2 separate regions of the Macaca mulatta genome follow, and region 2 is linked to region 1. Evidence: chromatin contacts called from public Hi-C data. All regions are on one chromosome and are shown on one strand. The core of a region is the stretch at or near the end of the contact, and the rest is flanking DNA. Distances in the headings are between cores, read along the strand shown.

Region 1 (5,402 bases), core at 319-2,818:
TCTTCAGGCTGCTGAAATTATTTTTCCTTGGTGAGTCCTACTCCTGACTTCGCTAGTTAACAAGACAGTAACACAATGCAAGGATAAAATGACACACCACCACACCTAGCTCGGTGCATGTTGGCTAACAGACGATGGTCGGTCCTGAAATGCAAGCTGAGAATCACACAGAGCTGTCTGCCTTCTCCTGTCAGTAAGTACTTCTCACCCTTCAGATCACGTTCAGGGGTTATTTTGTGCCCTCGTTTATGCAACACATCTTTACTGAGCGTCAATTCTATGCCAGGGACCGTCCTACACTCTGAGGATACAAAAGCGAGGATACTACTCTTATCTGCCTTCAGGAGGCTTACATTCTGGGAACAGATCAAATAGAGAACAAACGAGCAAACAAAATAATCACAAACTGTACAGCTGTGACAGATGAAACCTCTAAATGCCTTCCCCAACCCCACACACTTGGTCAGGTTCCTGTGCTTCACATCTCAGAGTGAAAGGGGACGCTTTTTCTTTATGGCACTTAACAGTTTACAGTATCTGAGCCTTCTTCCATCAGAAACCATTCTCTCTTCTAGACTATAAACACTCCGAGGGTAGGGACAGTGATAAGTACGGTGCCCAACAGATATTAGGGGCTCGATATTTGATTCTCAAATCAACGAACTGATTGAGTCCCCTTTAACAGGATCTATGGCAAGTAGGACGTTTGCCTCCCCCGCTCCACGCCCCGCTCTTTTTAAAAACTAAGAACCCCCTTGCCAACAGCCCTTGCAGAAGCGTGGACAAGAGTTGAGAGATCCATTTGAGCACAAAAGCAGAAAAAACAAACAAAACCCGTGCATCAGGGCGTGGTCCTATGGCCCAGCTGGGTTGCAAGGCTCGCTCTTCCGGCTAAAAATAACTCGGCGCCCTACGCCCCGGGGGTAGGGGAGAGAGGAGGAAGGAATGGGGGTCCCCGCCAAGATCCCCCGGCCCAAACGCTCTCCGAAGCCCGCCCTGGAATAACCTCCTGCTTCACGGGGACGCAAGGACGAGGCAACGTTCACGGCAGGCTGCCGGTCCCCGAAGGCGGGCGGCCGGATTTGCCTAAACGGACCGGCCCCTCTGGGGGCTGCAGCCGCCCCGTCTGGGAATAAGGGTCCCGGCGTGTCCTCAAGCCGCGGTGCTGTGCGACCTTGGGCTAGTCACCTAACCTCTCTGGGCACCCGTCCCCTCCCCCGTCAGAGAGTGGCCTCCGCTGCAGTCCGCTGAAGTCTCAAGAAGGCAAAAGCTCCCGGACCCCTCAAGGGGAAGGCGCGAGCCAACAATCAGGGCTCCGGACGTGCAGACAGCGCCAAGTTTCAAGTCTGTGTCGCGTGAGACGGGCGGCGGCGGGGTGAGGAGGGCGCTCGCCCGCCCTGCAGCTTCCCCTCGGGCCCGCCCCGAAGCCCCGCGCCGCGCCCCGCTCACCTCCAAAGGCGGGTGGGCTCGGACGAGGTCCCCGGCGGACTGCGGCAGCCGCACTCGCCTCCCCTCGACGAGCAGCGGCATCGCGGAGGCGGTCGCCCAGGCAGGCCCAGGGAGGCGGTGGCCCCCCCCGCAGCCCCGGGCCGCCCGCCACCCCCGCCCCTCGGGCCGCGCGTCCCGCCTCGTCCTGCCCCGCCCCGCCGCGGGCGCTGCCGGGAAGTGGAGTCCAGGCGGAGGCGGCGCTGGCCGAAGAGTCTGGAGAAATCCAGGACGGGGCCGCAAGGCCTCACGGGAAATGTAGTCCAAAGCCAGGAAGCGGCCCCGGAAGCAGCTCGCGGCCCGCCTCCTCCGCAAGGGGCGCTGGGAAGTGTAGTCCCAAAAGCGTGGGAGTGAAGGAGGCGGGGAAAGGGGAGCGGCCAGGGAGCGGCTGTGCGAGCCAAGAGAGCCTCCGGGGGAGTTCCCGGGGCGGGTTCTGGCTGCGGCTACTGCGCTTTAGGTCATTGCTCCACGCTTCCCAGGTGTGACCTTCCACAAGCTTGAGTTTGGGACCCTGCTGTGCAGCTCCGTAGGATTGTATTCAATGAGTAATAAACCTAATCAGGCGGGCACGGTGGCTCACGCCTGTAATCCCAGAGCTTTGGGGTGCCGAGGCAGGAGGATCGCTTGAAGCCGGGAGTTCGAGACCAGCCTGGGCAACATAGCGAGACCCACCCTCCCCCATACCCTCGTCTCTGCCAAAAATTTAAACATTAACTGGGCATGGTGGCATGCACCTGTAATCCCAGCCACTCTGTAGACTGAGGCGGGAGGATCTCTTGACCCCAGGAGTGGGAGGCTGCAATGAGCTGTTTGGGCACTGCAGAGGGAGACTCTGTCTCTAAAAATAATAATAATAATAAACGTAAAGAGTCTTAAACTGGGAAAATATATGCTGAACTGTGCTAGCCCCACGTACTGAAGAGATCATCGATAACACTTCGTGGTTGGAATCCAATAGGCCACTCACAGGTGGGCTGGGAATCGTGGGGGAAGGATTTGCAGATACTGACTGCACAGCCCCTAATCTGATGACTGGTCCCCAAGGCGAGAGGCGTCTCACCGTGGAGCTCTCTTCTCAAATCTGGAAATACTGCTCAAATTCATCCGACTCTGCAGCACATGAACAAAAAGTAATTTTACAAAAGATGCAGTGGTGAGTTTACAGAAGCTACAGAGGAGCCACATGATAGAGCAGAAACTTCATTAGAATTGTATCATCTGTATTCATCGTCTTTCATAAATCTCCCCTCAGCTTACACACCCCATTCAACAAAAATACCAGGAAATTTACTACAGTAAAGAAGTGACTGCAGAAGAGGGTGTTCCCATTGCCAGGTTATCCAACTTCCCACCCAAAATAACTCTATTTCTAGCTACCAGGAAATTATTTCTCTGTATTATTACACCTACATTTCTCGTTTATCCTCACAAATGTAGGAGCTACTATCAACACCTCATTTGTCATTTGTCCTCACAAATCCAGGCGCTACTATCAACACCTCCGTCATAACAGATACGGTAACTTGCTCAAAGTGGTAGAAATTAGTAGCAGCACCAAGACTGAACCCAGCTTTGCATGATTCCAAAGGCAGTGCTCTCCATCACTATAAGATGCTCCTAGACTGTAAACAACTCATTCTAACACAGGTGACATGAAGTAAGTCCCAACTAGGAAAATCTGAGCTAAAAACAGTGTTTGAATCCAGGGTGATCAATGACGAGCAGGCTGGCCTGGAGCAAGCTACTTAACTTCCCTGAACTGGTTTTGTAGAATAGCATGTTTCACCTGGTACATACTAAACACTCTAAAGATAGCTATTATTGGAATTGCAGAGCAAAGAGTAGTCAATGAAAGTGAGGCATTTGGAAGTGCAAAGGTGAAGAACAAGGGTCTATGGGTTCTGCCTGGGGCTGGTGCAATTTGCCTAAATGGTTTTTCACTTTTGGGTGATCTTTTTTCGAGTAACCTCAGGTTATCAATCTCCTAGGCTGAGTCCTGCGCTAAAGGACTAAATGAGCGAGATAACAAGCAGGAAACCACTCCCTACCGCTCTTCCACCCCAGCTCCACAAATTTTGGTCTACAGGCAATGAGGAAGCAATAGCAGCTGTGTAGCCGGCACTGCGGCTCATGCCCGTAACCCCAGCACTTTGAAAGGCCAAAGGACTCATTTGAGCCCAGAAGTTCGAGACCAGGCTGGACAACACAGGGAACCCTGCCTCTCCAACAAATACAAAAATTAGCTGGGCATGGTGGCGGGCCTGTAGTCCCAGCTACTCAGGAGTATCAGTCAAGCGTGAGAGGTCAAGGCTGCAATGAGGCACGACTGCGCCACTGCACTCCTGCCTGGGTGATTAGAGCAAGACCCTGTCTCAAAAACAAAAAAAAGAAAAAGAAAGCACTAATTACAATGTTGGAAAGCCCGTTTCAAGATAGGAAACCAACCTGCCTACCTCACAAAAAGGCTGATGGCAAGGTTCAAAGAATATATACAGGGAAGTATTTTTTAAATTACAATTTTTTGAGGCCAGACATGGTGGCTCACGCCTGTAATCCCAGCACTTGGGGAGGCCGAGGCGGACAGATTGCTTGAGGTCAGGAGTTTAAGACCAGCCTGGCCAACATAGTGAAATGCCATCTCTACCTAAAGATACAAAAATTAGCCGGGTGTGGTGGTGCGTACCTGTAGTCCCAGCTACTCAGGAGGCTGAGGGGGTGGATCACTTGAACCCAGGAGGTGGAGGTTGCAGTTGAGCTGTGATTGCACCACTGCACTCCAGCCTGGGTGACAGAGTGAGACTCTGTCTCAAAAAAAAAAAAAAAGATGGAACATTATATAGAACCTTAGTAAATATTTAGTGAAAGGATCTCAATTTGTTTTTCAAATTTTTTAACATAGAGATGGGGGTCTCATGATGTTGCCCTGGCTAATCTCAAACTCCTGGCTTCAAGAGATCCTTTTGCTCACCTCTCCAAGTGCTCAGATTACAGGCATGAGCTACCACACCTGGCCCCAAATTATTACATACATTATAAATCCTACTCAACGATCCAGTCAGACTGAAACACACAAAAGGAAAGCATTTGATGGAAGAAAACATGGTGGAGCTTTGGATGTTCAATTAGTTGAAACAAAAACACTTGCAGTTGTAAACCAATGAACAGTTCTCAAGGCAGCCTGCACCTTCAAATCACCAGAGGGCTTTAAAAACCATCCATGTCCAGATCCCTCTTCTGGAGACTGATTCAATCAGAGGTTGAACTGGTGTGTGATGTGAGCCTGGGCATCCTTAGTTTCTCAGCACGCCCTGAGGGATTGATTCTAGGGCATACCCAGGGTTAAGAACCACCATCATAAGCACTGCCTAGCAAGGGAAACACACTGGTTCCTCCTCTCCAGTTCAGATCTAAGTTGCTACCATTATGGAAGAAATGGATCTTTTTTTTTTTTTTTTTTTTTTGAGACAGAGTCTGGCTGTGTCACCCAGGCTGGAGTGCAGTGGCGCGATCTCGGCTCACTGCAAGCTCCGCCTCCCACGTTCACGCCATTCTCCTGCCTCAGCCCCCTGAGTAGCTGGGACTACAGGCACTCGCCACCACGCCCGGCTAATGTTTTGTATTTTTAGCAGAGACGGGGTTTCACCGTGTTAGCCAGGATGGTCTCGAGCTCCTGACCTCGTGATCCGCCCGCCTCGGCCTCCCAAAGTGCTGGGATTACAGGCGTGAGCCACCGCGCCTGGCCGGAAGTTACCTTTAACCAAAAAAAGCTTCCCATGAAAGTGCTTCCTTTCTTACAAGAAAACAACGGCCATTAAATTGCACATGAATCGAATTATTAAAGCCTTACACTAGTATCTTATTCCCATTTTACAGTTTAATTAGCGCTCAGAGAGGTTAGGTAACTTGCTCAAGGTCAA
Region 2 (5,545 bases), core at 2,101-4,600, 78 kb before region 1:
TCTGCTTATCTCTCTTCACTAGTCCATAGAATGCTGCTTTATAATTTATCAGTTTTCCTATCTGTGCATCCACAAGCCAAATGGTTTCAACATTGTTTTTTTTTTTCTGGGGATGGGGGAGTCACAGACTTGAGTATATCATGAAAACGATGGATGTTTTCCCCAGAAAAATGCACTCACACACACAACAAATTTTGAGTATAGTTTCAGAGACCTCCATCTGCATCCCAAAGTAAAAACCTCTACCCAAAATAGTGTTTTTCTTTAGGGCAGAGAGAAAATAGTGTTTTTCTTTAGGGCAGAGAGAAAATAGTGTTTTTCTTTAGGGCAGAGAGCTTGTCTTTGTGGTGTGTGTGTGTGTTTGTTTTTGGAGACAGAGTCTTGCTCTTGTCACCCAGGCTGGAATGCAGTGGTGCAATCTTGGCTCACTGCAACCTTCACCTCCCAGGTTCAAGCGATTATGCTGCCTCAGCCTCCCGAGTAGCTGGGATTACAAGCGCACACCACCACACTCTGCTAATTTTTTTATTTTTAGTAGAGAGGGGGTTTCACCATGTTGGCTGTGCTGGTTTCGAACTCCTGACCTCAGGTGATCTGCCCACCTCAGCCTCCCAAAGTGCTGGGATTACAGGCATGAGCCGCCGCACCCTGCCTTTTTAAAATTTTTTAATTTTTTATTTATTTTATTTTTGAGATGGAGTCTCATTGTGTTGCCCAGGCTGGAGTGCAGTCCTGCAATCTCGGCTCACTGCAAGCTCTGCCTCCCGGGTTTACACCATTCTCCTGCCTCAGCCTCCGGAGTAGCTGGGACCACAGGCGCCCACCACCACGCCCAGCTAATTTCTTTTTGTATTTTTGGTAGAGACAGGGTTTCACCGTGTTAGCCAGGATGGTCTCGATCTCCTGACCTTGTGATCCGCCCGCCTCAGCCTCCCAAAGTGCTGGGATTACAGGAGGTGAGCCACCGTGCCTGGCCCAGCCTCTTATTTTTATTTTTACTGTTTTTTGAGACGGGGTCTCACCTTATTGCTCAGGCTAGAGTGCAGTGCTGCAATCTCGGCTCACTGCAACCTCTGCCTTCCGGGTTCAAGTGATTCTCCTGCCTCAGCCTCCCAAGTAGCTGGGATTACAGGTGTCTGCCACCACGCCCAGCTAATTTTTTGTATTTTTAGTAGAGACGGAGTTTCACCATGTTGGCCAGGCTGGTCTTGAACCAGCCTCTTACTCTTCTACATACTATTTCCAGCACAACTGTCCAAGATGGCAGTCAATAAATATTTGGCTAAATATAATAAATAATCTGGTTGATTATTTCCACTTTTTCACATTGGGTTGTCAAAGTCTACTTTTCAAACAGTAAAGTTAACTTTTCTCTCTCTAGTATTTGTTTTGTAGAATCGATTATACTTTGTAATGTAATCCACAGAAACTTGGAGGTGACTTTATACTAGTTTTGAATGATACCCATGCTGAGGTGCTCAGAGGTTGAATGTACTTATATCGATGGGTGGATATATGGATGCATGTGTGATAAAGGAAATATAGGGAAAATTAATTGTAGAATCTAGGTAGTGGGTACATGGTTGTTCACTGTACAATTGTTTCAACTTTTCTACATGTTTGAACAATTTCATAACACATTGGAAAAGTGACTTGTTTTGTTCAAGCGGGGATACATTCAGTCTTCGGTTCTTGAAAGATATAAATCTGTCATTCCTTCTGTTTGAAAAGTTCTTTAGAGAGTCTGAATAATTCCCACAGTACAGTCTAAACCAGCACACAAGGGTTTTTTGGTAGAAAATAATTTTATTAACAGAACCAGGCAATTTACCAAATACAACATAGATAGCTCAAAACATGGAGTTACTGCGCTGAAAACGTGACCCTGTTACACGGATTTCGGGAGGAAGAGTATAAAACAGGAGAGAAGGCCGGGCGCGGTGGCTCACGCCTGTAATCCCAGCACTTTGGGAGGCCGAGGCGGGCAAATCACGAGGTCAGAAGATCGAGACCATCCTGTGAATGGTGAAACCCCGTCTCTACTAAAAATACAAAAAATTAGCCTGGCGCGGTGGCGGGCGCCTGTAGTCCCAGCTACTTGGGAGGCTGAGGCGGTAGAATGGCGTGAACCCGGGAGGCGGAGCTTGCAGTGAGCCGAGATCGCGCCACTGCACTCCAGCCTGGGCGACAGAGCGAGACTCCATCTCAAAAAAAAAAAAAAAAGAAAAAAGAAAAAAAGAAAAAACAGGGAGAAAAGGAGTAAGATTTGTGGTTGTAGCGTCATCGCAGAGGTGAAGTGTTCCATTGATTGCAACTGTGGTAGTCTACATCAGTTTCCCTCATTAAGGTGGGAGGAATCTACTATGCAAATGTACGCCTTCCCCATTCGTTAGAAACACATTGCAGTAAAACTGCAGAAGTGGCCGGGCGTGGTAGCTCACGCCTGTAATCCCAGCACTTTGGGAGGCTGAGACGGGAAGATCGCCTGAGGCCAGGAGTTCGAAGCCAGCCCGGGCAACAGAGTGAGACATCCCCGCTTCTTTATTAAAATGAGATTTAAATTTTTTTTCTCTTCAATTCATCGGTAACAAGATAAAAAAATTAATAAAAAATTAACTTTTTAAAACATTTAAAGTAAAGTGGGAGTGGAAGCGGTATGTGGACTCATGGGACTCGGGTCTGAATCATACCTAGATCGGCACTGCGAAATGGGGATAATGATGATCTCCTAGAGCTGTTGAAATAGGAAAATGGAAGAGCAGCAGCTGATGTATTAATATTATCATTATTATTATTACCCATTACCTGACAAGTTATAATTGTTACATGAAGGAGGCTGGCCCAGTTGTCTGAACAATTTTTTCCCGTCTATAATTCGGCGGGAAGGTCTGAGACAAACACCTCTGCTTAGATCAGTGCCTTCGCCGAACAGCGTTCACCAAGCAGCCCCCAAACCCAAAAACCCCAAGTCCCTGGGCGCCGAGGACGCTGTAAGTCCTGCGCATGTGCAAGGGTGCTCGCTCGCTCACCGCCTTCGTGGCGAATGGCCTGTTCCATTCTCGAGGGATGACAGCGGGAGGGGAGGCGGGAGACTTGGAACCCTGGGTCCGGAAGTGCAGGTGCGTCACTAGTATTTCCAGCCTTTCACTCCATGAATAGTACTTTGTGATTATTATACTTCTACCTTGTTGATTCCGACAGGCTGCTGGAAAGAGTGAGTTTGGTGAACAATCCACCGGGCATCCTCCCCTTTTCGCCTACGCACGTTAAGGAGGGCCGGCGTGAGGCCCAGGTACGGAATCCCAGAGGGCTCCGCCCACCTCCACGGGGCCCCGCCCCGCCGCCCCTCAACCCGCAGGTTCGCCAGCCCGCGGCGCCGCTGGGCAGCTCCTCCTCCTCTCCGCCCCGCCGGCCACGGGCGCGGAGGACGTCAGCGCTGCCAGCGTGGAAACAGCGGCCGGGCGCGGGAGGAGGAAGTAGTGCCCGGGAGCATTGGGCCACCACCGGCCGCCTCAGCCATGGACGCGTCCCTGGAGAAGGTCCGTACCGGGAGGGGGCGATGGGGACGGCGCTGCGGCCCGGGGCTCCCGCCTCCGAGGCGACTGTTTGCCAGTCTCAAGCTGCCATTGTGACCCGGGCAGGGGGACGCGGGCTGACGGGCCCCGCCTGAGGAGGCCTCGCCAGGAGGGCGGCTGGGGCCCGGGCGCGTCACGGGACCGGGTGTCTCTCGGGTCCCCGTGGGCCGAAGAGGCTGGGCGGGGTTCCGTGGGGGCCGTGAGGGGCCCGGAGCCCAGAACTGGGACCGTGGGGCCGACCTTGGGCCCTGCCGAGGTTCCGTGAGTGGCCGGCCTGAACTCGGCTGGCCCTTTCGGAGTACTGGGAGCTCTCCGTTGGCGACCCCAGATGCTCCCGGAAAGAAGCCGCAGTTATTTCGGAGCCAGCTGCAAACCTGTAGGTTTTTCTTGGTCTCCAAGTTAGGAATGAAAATTGCTAAAGCAGTGGTTTTCCAACTTCAGCCTGCGTGGGAATCACCTGGGGCCTTTGGTAAAATGTGGAGGTTCAGTCCCGGGGTCAGAACCTCTGGGGGCGGGACCGAGATCTGCATGTTTAACCGCCACCGTCCCCCTCCCACTCCGCCCCACGAAGGTGATTCCGATGCTAAGCCTGCGAACACCGGGCGAGAACCTCTGTGAGTTCCAGAAAGGGGTGGGTATTGCGTAGATTGCGAATTGAGTTTCAGGGATCGCAGCTGCCCCACAACTTCCCGGCTCCCCCTTTCCAGTGGCGAGGAGATATCCCCGAGTCAACTCCAAATCCACTGGTAACAGAGCCTACCTCTGATTTCCTTTTAGGGGAACGGCAGCGTGGTGTACCTGGCTGACTGCTCTACCATGTGAAACGGATTCTCATTGTCCCAGTGTTAGGGCTTGTAAATGGGAACCGGTTTGGGTTTCTTCATGGATTCCTGCTTTCGGTACCTGACATTCTGCCCTCCCTCAAAGCCCTTCTCTCTGTTCCAGCTTGGGAGTCAGCTTGTCCAGTCCAGTGCACACCCGGCTTTTCATGCATGTGGCATTCAGGAGCAATGCTAGTGTTTTAAGACGGCTACATTTGAATTTTGAGCTGGTAGGAATAATATATTTTGTCTTTTTTCAAGGCAGCAGCTGCTGTAGATTTGTTCACTTGTCACTGGAGAGTTGAAGGCAATAATTGTAAAAGGCCAGATGTTTTCATGTGCTCATAGTGGTGTAGCCTACTCCTCGGTTGCTTAGCATACATTGGGTGGAAGACAAGAAAAAGATAATATGGTTTTCTTGTGCCATCTCTGGAGTGAATGTTATGTGTTTTCCTGGCTGGGAATAAAGTCTTTACCGTCTTCTGATTAGCAGAGTGTCTACCTTTTGGTACTTTGAGTTTGTCCAGGTGAGTGGTTCTTAAAGCAGGGGGCAATTTATTTCCCCAGGGGACATTTGGCTATCTCTGGGCATATTTTTGATTGTCACAATGGGGGCAGGGAGGTGCCACCGGTACCTAGTGGGTAGAGGCCAGGGACACAGCTAAACATCCTACATTGCACAGGACAGCTCCCCACGCTGGATAATTCTCTGGCCCAAAATGTCAGCAGTGTTGAGGCTGAGAAATCCTGGTCAAGATCATGTTTTTTTTTGTTTTTTTTTTTTTTTTTTGAGACGGAGTCTCGCTCTGTCGCCCAGGCTGGAGTGCAGTGGCCTGATCTCAGCTCACTGCAAGCTCCGCCTCCCGGGTTCACGCCATTCTCCTGCCTCAGCCTCCCGAGTAGCTGGGACCACAGGCGCCCGCCAGCTCGCCCGGCTAGTTTTTTTTTTTTGTATTTTTTAGTAGAGACGGGGTTTCACTGTGTTAGCCAGGATGGTCTCGATCTCCTGACCTTGTGATCCACCCGTCTCGGCCTCCCAAAGTGCTGGGATTACAGGCTTGAGCCACCGCGCCCGGCCCCAAGATCATGTTTAAACCACCAGCAGTTGAGTACAAAATGATGCAAAGTGGTGTTTTCAATTTCCTAAGA

Evidence for each region. A called contact is a pair of places that touch in the nucleus more often than the background predicts.
Region 2: a contact with region 1 is called in a Hi-C map of cortical neurons, with 4 times the contacts expected there. The contact joins the promoter of PDXDC1 here to the promoter of NTAN1 in region 1. A contact is called at or near these places in 2 of 14 Hi-C or Micro-C datasets (CD4 T cells and cortical neurons).

Annotation. Positions count from the first base shown.
Region 1 is chr20:16,003,259-16,008,660 of T2T-MMU8v2.0, reverse strand. NTAN1 (N-terminal asparagine amidase) reads right to left here and starts at 1,568. Exons shown (of 8, transcript XM_015125684.2): 1 at 1,450-1,568.
Region 2 is chr20:16,082,600-16,088,144 of T2T-MMU8v2.0, reverse strand. It overlaps PDXDC1 (pyridoxal dependent decarboxylase domain containing 1), which reads left to right and starts at 3,350. Exons shown (of 23, transcript XM_077987162.1): 1 at 3,350-3,539. The coding sequence starts at 3,519.